Regions from separate parts of the Mus musculus genome. Here region 1 is linked to region 2. Evidence: chromatin contacts called from public promoter capture Hi-C data. All regions are on one chromosome and are shown on one strand. Each heading gives the region's core, a stretch centred on a gene start, on an enhancer-like site or on the middle of the called end of the contact. The rest is flanking DNA. Distances are from core to core; before and after follow the strand shown.

Region 1 (4,402 bases), core at 1,191-3,690, 260 kb before region 2:
ATATATTTTGTTCTGCTCCAGCTTCCAGACTTTGGGAAAGCATTGTCCACATCTAGGTGAAACTTTCCCTATCACTTAATACTCCCTGGAAATGACTTCACAAACACATCTGGAAGTGAGCCACACCTGTCTCTTAGGTGATTTTAAGTGCAGTCAAGCTGACAATCAACTTGGCATTAACTGTTACAGTGTTCTGGACTCAGTAGACTTACGTGACTCCACTGAGGTGAAAGTATAACTCATAGACACAGAATCTAAGAAACATGGGCTGTTTATTGTCTACCAGTAGGAAAAAAATGTTTGAAAGACAATTTGGTTATCAACACTTAGAAAGTGAAAGAGATACATTAGTTTATTTTGTTCAAATATTTAAGAAGTTCAGAAACAGAACAGATGCTGTTAGCAGAGGAGGCATTTAGGAGTGAGAATGACCTCTCAGCTGCCTGGAGCTGAGATCTGGTGAAGGAAGTGATAGGAAGACTTCCCAGACTGGTTGCTAGGCGTCCCTTGACTGATGCGATGACACGTCTCAGAGCACGGGGTATCAGTAAGACGAGCCAGACAAATAAAATGAAAACAACAATTATTTTTAAAAATGCCATTGCTGCTCTATGACTCCATTCACATAAAGAAAATGGCTGGTAAAGCTGCCCTGGGTTGTCAGGAGTCAGGATGGTTCCCTTGGGTGTAGGAGCAGTGGTGAGTGACGAGAAGAGAGCTACGTGGGTGGTGATGTTTGTTCAAATCTAGTGCTGGTGTTGCAAGTAAGTGCAGTCTGCAAAAAGTCACCAGGATGTATACTTATGCTTTTCACATTTTTAAAATAAAACATTGAAATGTAAGGATGATGCCAGCGTGAAGCTGGACAGGAGAAAAGAATAAGGTTAGCTCTTAAATGGACCAAAGTAGAGACAATAAGACAATATATTGTTCTCTTATTTAAAGAGAAGATAGTTATTTAACCATTTGGCATAAATAAGGTCAGGTCTTTACAGCACATCCTTAGCTAAAATTAATGTGGGTCAGTTTTAAATTTGAATATAAAAATGAAACTGTAGAAATACTAAAAAGAGACACACACATATAAGATTATATAACACCACCATGAAAACTGACAGGAAAATGTCTGGGGAAAATTATTGCTAAAATTTCTTACAAAATATAAACAATAAAATGTTTAGGTTGGTTTCCATAATGCTGTGGATATTATCAATGTAAATGTAGTAACAAATAACTTCTACCCTATAATTGTAGACAAGTCTGTGAATGTTTGAATTCATTTTACAATGTCACACACACACTCACACACATGCAAACAAAAACAAAAACAAAATCGACCAATCCCAATCAAGCAAACAAACAGAAAAACAAAACCAGATTTACTTGGAAGAAATAGTGACCTGCCTTTCTTTCTGGTTATTTATGACCCTGTAGAATTCACTACAGAATGGCTAAGCTTCCCTGGAATGTTACCACAGTCTCTGTAAAAAGTATTCTGCAGTCTTAGAAGAAGAGAAGATGTGTGAAATTTTAATTTGTAGGTGAGAGATATCTTGTCAAAATGTACATCTTTTTGGCAAAGAATTATCATTCTGTTGGGGGTTGCTACCTGAAGTGACCCACATCTCTAAGACTTCACTGAACATATTATCAAGTGAGTCAGAGAGTGTTTCTCTGCTGCTCAGAAGTGAGTGGCATGCCCTGCCCTAGCCAGAGAGACATATGGTGGCTGGTTGCTTGTGTATGTTTAAGAGATAATAATAGAGATAGCATATTAGCTAGTGTAATGGTGTGACAGTGGGCAGACATTTTCCATCAGCAGTGGAGAAAATGTCACCAAGCTCTCCAGCATTGGTTTATAGAAGCTTCTGCTTCTAGATGACCACAGACACTACCTCCGAGGGTCCCACAGGATCCATGGGTAGATGTGGTTGCTTCTTTGTCTTAGCTCTGCCATTTAGAGAGGGCTTCTAGTTTGAGTGGATGAATCTCCGATGTATCCCTAAACACTAAACTGGCCCCATAGGCAAGAAGGAGGAACTCTAGAGGCAGTGCAAGGACAAGGTGAGATATGTTAGTGATTTAGAAATTTTTCCTAAGACAAGGACAGGGCTCTTTTGTGTACAGCTGTCACATTCTGACACTGGTATTTTTCTTTTCTTTCCTTTTCTTTTTTCCCCCTTTTCTTCCTTTCTTTCTTTTGGCCTTCCAAGTACTAGAATTACCAATGTGTGCCATCTCACGTGGCTCTGACACTAGTTTTGAAGGAAAAGGAATAGCTAGATATGCATACATACATATTTGGAATAGTGTACACTTCTGGCTTGAATAAACACTGAACAAAAATTCCATACTGCAAAGTCATCTGGGTACGGGCAGGAGTCCCTCCCCTCAAATCTGAGCATATTTCAGTGAGAGAGATAGCAGGGCTAAAAATACCCAGGCAGCAGCTGGAACATGGAAATCCTTTGGGATTTTCTTCATTTGCCTAGATTCCAGTCATAATCATGTCGAGCGTGGATTTAGTTCCCCAGATGTGAGTCCTCAAATACATCACCCCAGGTTTTGTTTATTTGGGAAACTTCCTTCCAGGTTTATAAATCCCAATAGGTCACACAAGTTTTGGCATTTTTGTATAGATTAAGAACTGTCATGAAGACAAGGTGCATAGCTATGCGGGGTGGGGGGGATAACACGCACACAAGAGTACATCATGGTCTTTGAAATTGTTTTCATTTCATTATTCAGATTGCAGAATTATCAGTGATTGTATGTACTAACTAGGAGCTTTGTATGCTTCTGAATGCCACTTAACAGATAAATTATGGGGTGTGGGTATTTCATTCAGAACAAAGAAATGCTATTAACTGGTTTTGGTGCTTTTAAAATAAACAGAAGAAACAGAAGGAGCAATGAAAGAATATAATGAGAAATCTGCTCAATTCTCAAATTTGAGAAATTAAGAACATTTGACTGTAATAGAGTATTCACTCTGTGCCAGAAGCTACACTATTCAAGTTCATATTCCATTTCCCCCAATTATCTGGTTCTAACTACTTTTAATCTATGTTTATGCAAATTGCTTTTCAATAACATCTTGCCAGTTCAGTATGCTCCCTCAGAGACTGAAGACAAAGTCAAGAAAAACCCCACCAACACTTCTGAAAATTGGCTCACCGTGTCCACCCTAATGTCATCCTGTCCACTATAATGTCACCTGTATCTGATAAGCACATTCGAACGAGAACTCTTCTGTCTGATGCAGCAGTCATGTGTGGAGTTAGTCTGTGCCAGAGACATGGTAGTTGACATTGCTCTGTCTTTCATGGGAAGGGCTGAGTACAGTACACGTGTGGGAAGAGAGAAGAAGAGTCACGGGAGGTGGGGGAGGAGTAAGAGGCAGCTCAGTATTGTGAGTCCATCCAGTTTTACCAGGGCACATTGGCATTGACTAGATGCCCAGACGAGGCCTTTGGAAGGGAGTCTTGTGTGCCAAGTTGAGAAAGTCACTTGGTCAGAAAGGAGCAATGTCAGCTTTTAAATGGTGCAAAGAAGAGAGTCAGGTATGGAGGACTGTCTTCATCACTGCTCTATTGCTGTGAAGAGACTTCGTGATGAAGGCAACTCTTATAAAAGAAAGAATTCAATTGGGGCTTGCCTACAGTTCCAGAAGGTTTCCGGGTTTCCATATCTGTATAGAGACACCACGACCAAGAAAAGACTTAGAAAGGACAACATTTAATTGGGGTAGGCATATAGGTTTTGAGGTTTAGTCCATTATCATCATGGTGGGAAGCATGGCAGTATCCAGGCAGGCATGGTACGGGAGGAGCTGAGAGTTCTATATCCTGTTCTGAAGGCAAACAGGAGAAGACTGGCTTCCAGGCAGCTAGGAGGAAGGTCTCTCAAAGCCCAACCCATCAGTGACACACCTACTCCAACAAGGCCACGTCCCCTAACAGTGCCACTCCCTGTGCCAAGCATATTCAAACCACTCCAGAGGGTTAATTCATGATCATCATGGCAGAAAGCATATAAACATGGAGCAGTAGCTGAGAACTTTATATCCTGACACACAGGCCACAGACAGAGGCTCTGGACCTTTGCATGGGCTTTTGAAACCTTGAAGCCCACCCCAGAGACACACCTCCTTCCACAAGGCCACACCTCTTTTCCTCCAAAGACTTGAGGTTTTCTTTCCCCTGTGAGATGAAAATGTACAAGATGTTTGTCCTCTTTCCCCTACCCCTTTCTCTCTCTGTAGTCTGATTCTATATATAAACAACAATTCATATTAATGAAATCAACAGTAATTCTAAGGTAATCTGTAGTGGAGAAAATTAAAATTTGAGCTCTGATCACAACCTTAGCCTTTCCTGGTTCATTTTTTCCCCCAATATAA
Region 2 (4,795 bases), core at 1,838-4,337:
CCACAGTGACACACCTACTCCAACCAGGTCACACCTATTCGAACAAGGCCACATCTCCAAATGGTGCCACTCCCTGGTCCAAGAATATACAAACCATCACAATGACAATGAACTGAACCTATGAACCTGTAAGCCAGCCCCAATTAAATGTTGTCATTTATAAGACTTGCCTTGGTCATGGTATCTATTCACAGCAGTAAAACCCTAAGACACCATCCCACAGTCAAAAATTTTGACCCAAAATTGTTCCTGTCTCAAAGAACTGTAGGGACAAAAAAATGGAGAAGAGACTGAGAGAAAGGCCATTCAGTGACAGGCCCAAATTGGGATCTAGCTCAAGGGGAGGCTCCAAGGTCTGACACTATTACTGATGTTATGGTGTGCTTACAGACAGGAACCTAGCATGGATGCCCTCTGAGAGGCCCAACAAGCTGCTGACTGATACAGATGCAGATACTTACACCCAACCAATGGATTGAAATCAGGGACCCCTGTGGTTGAATTAGGGAAAAGCTGAAAGAAGCTGAAGAGTAGGATGACCCCACAAGAAGACCATCAGCCTCAACTAACCTGGACCCCTGAGATCTATCAGAAACTGAGCCACCAACCAGGCAGCGTGCGTGAGCTGGTGGAAGGCCTTGACACATTTACAGCCCAGAACTACCTGGTCGGGCCTCAGTGGGAGAAGACCAGCCTAACACTCCAGAAATTTGAGGCCCCAGGGAGTGGGAAGACCTGGTGGTGGTGGGGATCCTCTTGGAGCTGAGGAAGGAGGGGTGGTGTGATGGTGAAGTTTGGCTTGCCAGTTCTTCCTATGTTTGGTATTAAAATGCTTCGTCGAAGAAAATTTCCCCAGAAGTTTTTTGTTACTCTAAGATGTAATTTGTACAGAACACTAGAAAAAATGTCTGATTTTTTTTTTAATGGAAAAGCAAGTGTTGTTTTCAGATGTTGGAACAATGAAAGTTATAATACCACTAATTATCTATTAAAATGACTTACCACATCAAATAATGGGTGGATAAATGGGTCTCTCACAAACTATGGATACAGTCATAATAGACCTTTAAGAAAAGCATTTGGAATTTTTTTTACAGGTAAGTATACACTACACATTCCACAGCTGTTCTATTTCTAGACATCATACAAAGATGGTTCATAGCAACTGGGCTTGCGGTTTCCAAAAATAAGGAAAAACTAATCTGTTGGTTAACAGGTAAATATTTAAACTGTGGTATAACACCTGCAATAGGTTATTATTCAGGAACAACAAAGAATATGCTACTAAGTTCTCCTCATACCTCAACCCCTGGATAGTGATGTTGAGTAACAGGAACAGGACAAAATCAAGTTAAATCTGTGATCCCATTTATAGAAAGTTCTACAAGAACACGGACTCTTTAATAGTGATGGAAAGCAGATCAATGGTTGGTGAGAAAGCAGAGAGGGGAGGGGGAAACTGGCCACAAGGCATAGTGTACAAATTGACATGAGAAATGATTTTTTTTTTCTTACCAGATTTCAAGATAAGTTGTTTTTCAAGGCCATCCAATGGCTGGAGAGATGGCTCAGCGGTTAAGAACACCCAACTGCTCTTCCAGAGGTCTTGAATTCAAATCCCAGGAACCACATGGTGGCTCACAATGATCTATAATGGGATCCAATGCCCTCTTCTGGTGTGTCTGAAGACAGCGACAGTGTACTCATACACACAAAATAAATAAAATCTTTAAAAAAATCATCCAAAAATCAAAAACGAGATTTTTTAATAAAGTATTTTGACTTGGTTATGTGTGACGTGTTTTATATTTTAAAAATCATTCAATTCATACTTACTGATGCTGAAATGTTTTCATCTTTGACCAGAGAAACCTGCTAATCAAGTTGCTTACTGGTCTTAGAAACTTCCCCAGTTCTGGTTCGCTAGAGAGAGCCTTATAAATCATATTCTTCTCTGCTGGAGAACACTCAGGTTCCAGAAGCCCCACCATGTAGCTAGATTCTCCTAATTCAGTCTTCTGACGGAGCAGTAAGTGTTCTTAACCGCTAAGCCACCTCCAAACTCCCTAGTTCCTACTTTTGTGTCTATCCTATCTTCCCTATATAATATTGGTGGTGGTGTTTGAAGCAGTAGTTAGGTTGGGCATACTGGTGTACTTCATCTAGCTCATGAGTAGTGGAGGCAGGGGAATTCGGAGTTTAAGTCCAGTCTCCCTAAATAGCAATTTCAAAGCCAACATGAGATCTTGTCTCCAAAACCAAATACAAATAACAAAATTATTTTCATTTATTACTCTAAAATTTTCAGAGCATGTATATATATTTAGTATCACTACTACTCTCCCTGCTTTTGGATAAAAGGTAGCATACTTGGTGTAGTTGGTTTTATTTACTTATTTATTTTTTTAACTTATCAATAGATTGTAGAAGTTACTCCAGTTATGAATAGAAGGCTCATTTATGGCAGTAGCATACCAATGCTTTACAGTACTATAAGCTTTCCCACTAATCCTCTATTCTGAAATCTGGGAGGTGATTTTTCAATGTTTTGCTATTACATATCGTGTTGTGACGAATATTCGTGCACACCCCTACAAATTTTTACTGCCATACCTTTGGGATGTCTTACAAAGTGGGCCGGCAGAATCAAAGAGTGAGCGAGCCTATGGAAGCCTCCCAAATAAGGTGCTCTTTATTTCTGCAGTACAGAGAGGGAAGAAAACCGAGATAGGCGCTCAAGATTACTTAGCGGGTTACGAAAGAGGTGGGAGCCAAATTCGGACGCAAGTGTCTCTCGGTCAAGAAGAGAATTCAAGGGGGCGAGGCAGAGGTTCGCTAAACCATCGTCCTTGTTCTTCCGGTCCCCTCCCCTACAAGTTCTTTCTCTGAACCCTAGCCCCAGGACTTCTCACACTTTCCAACACCGCCCACTTAGTTCTTAACTCAGGGACCTTCCTGAGCTCATACTTAACCCAGGTTGTTAAAACCCAGGGTCCAAGAGAGGGCTTTGCGCATGAGCAGAGCCTGCTTTCCGCGAAGGAGTCGGCCCGCCCCCAGAGGCGGGGCTGGTGTGGCGTCATCACTCCGCGCCGCTTCCAGGCGCCTCAAGGTCGCTTTGCGGAGCGGGAGGGGCAGGTCAGTGACCGGTCCTGTGTAGGCTCGTCGGCAACATGTCAGGGTACACGCCGGATGAGAAGCTGCGGCTGCAGCAGCTGCGGGAGCTAAGGAGACGATGGCTGAAGGACCAGGAGCTGAGTCCCCGGGAGCCCGTGTTGCCCCCGCGCAGGATGTGGCCCCTGGAGCGATTCTGGGATAACTTTTTGCGGGACGGGGCCGTGTGGAAGAACATGGTGAGTGATGAGCCACACGGGTGTCCGGGTTCCCACCCCGGGTCGCAGCCTGGCCAAGCCTCCCAGCCCACTCCTCTCAGTTCCATCAAGGCCCAACCCTGTCCAGAGCCCGCATACCCGGGAGGGCCCCAAGGGACAATCAGTCCAGGGGCTCAGGTTTAGCGGAGACGCTGTCAGGTCGCTATTGTTCAGGGCTGGGGTCTGGAGTCCAGGAGCAGGTGGCTGTCAGGTGTACTGAGAAGTCGGGTCTTAGGTTTTACAAGACGCTCGCCGCACATGCAGTTCTTTCGAGTGTAGATACCTTTTCTCGGGTTAAACTGGTCAGAATTAACTGAGATCACAGGCTGTGATTTCAGTATTTGAGAACACTTACGCGGTGGGTAGGGTTGAGGTGCCAGAGACTGGCCAGCTGGTATAGTACAGCCCCATGGGGTCGCAACAGAAGACAGGGTTCTATTTGGTATGCTTTGTCAGACTCTAAAGCTCCCTTTCTACGCATCACTGTGTACGTTTAACACACTTTTAGTTACTTTTAAATTGCATTCCATGACCTCCAGGCAGAAAAACCGTTCACTCAAGGACTGCTTTTTATTGTAAGGATTCCAGATATTTTCTTGGAGACTGCTATTAAATCACATCAATGATGAGTAGCGAACATTGTGTGGGAATTGCTTTCAGCTCCTTCCAGTAATTGTGGTAGAAGTAGAAGTAGTAGTTGTACAAAGTCTTGGTTGGTTGGTTGGTTTCTTGAACAACAATGCCTTATGTCTTGCAGAATGGTGCTTATTCTGTCTTAGAATCTATGGATATTCTATAGGAAGCCTCAGAGTTAGTGAAAATACTGAAATTGGTAGGTCAGCCCCAATCTGTCAGGAAATATGTTCCATTTAGAAATTTGTAAAATAATTATCACACATAGTTGGTAGTGGTGGAATGTTTTTGTTTGGTTAGTTGGTTTGGTTTTTGTTCCACACACATTGAAAAATAAGGTAGCTCATGCTAGGGAGAGTAAGCAGCGCATGTTGGTAATCACAGCAGCTCCAGAGGCTGAGGCAGGAGGATAGCCGAGGATCTCTGCAGAGGGAGGCGGGCCAGCCTTGGCTAACGCTTGGGACCCTGTCTCAAGTGAGGGGTGGGGTGAGGCTGGAGAGGTGACTGCTTCAGACCACTTGGCTCTTTCAGAGGACCCAGTTTTGGTTCCCAGCATGCACATGGTGGCTCAAAACTGTCTGTAACTCTAGTTCCAGGGCATCTGATGCTTTCTTCTGTCTGAGCTCTGAGGGCGCCAGGCATACTCCTGGTACACATACATATATGCAGACAGAACACTTACATGCATAAAGTAAATAAATCTAAAAAATAAAACTGTAAAGAGCGGATGTTTGCTTATTTTGTATGTGTTTCCCCCGCAGGTCTTTAAGGCGTACCGCTCCAGTCTCTTCGCT

The links. Promoter capture Hi-C pulls out the DNA fragments that hold promoters and counts their contacts.
Region 1: a contact with region 2 is called in a promoter capture Hi-C map of the 3T3-L1 cell line, with 2.9 times the contacts expected there. The contact joins the enhancer-like site here to the promoter of Ndufb6 in region 2. A contact is called at or near these places in 2 of 39 promoter capture datasets (the 3T3-L1 cell line and the HPC-7 cell line).

The regions. Positions count from the first base shown.
Region 1 is chr4:40,542,234-40,546,635 of GRCm38.p6, reverse strand. No RefSeq gene overlaps it. Among named protein-coding and RNA genes, the nearest start is that of 4933428C19Rik, 19 kb to the right of the region's middle. Within about 2 kb of position 2,440, at least 22 of the 459 cell types and tissues checked have an H3K27ac peak or open chromatin away from gene starts, as enhancers often do.
Region 2 is chr4:40,277,713-40,282,507 of GRCm38.p6, reverse strand. Ndufb6 (NADH:ubiquinone oxidoreductase subunit B6) reads left to right here and starts at 3,087. Exons shown (of 4, transcript NM_001033305.3): 1 at 3,087-3,350; 2 at 4,763-4,795. The coding sequence starts at 3,171.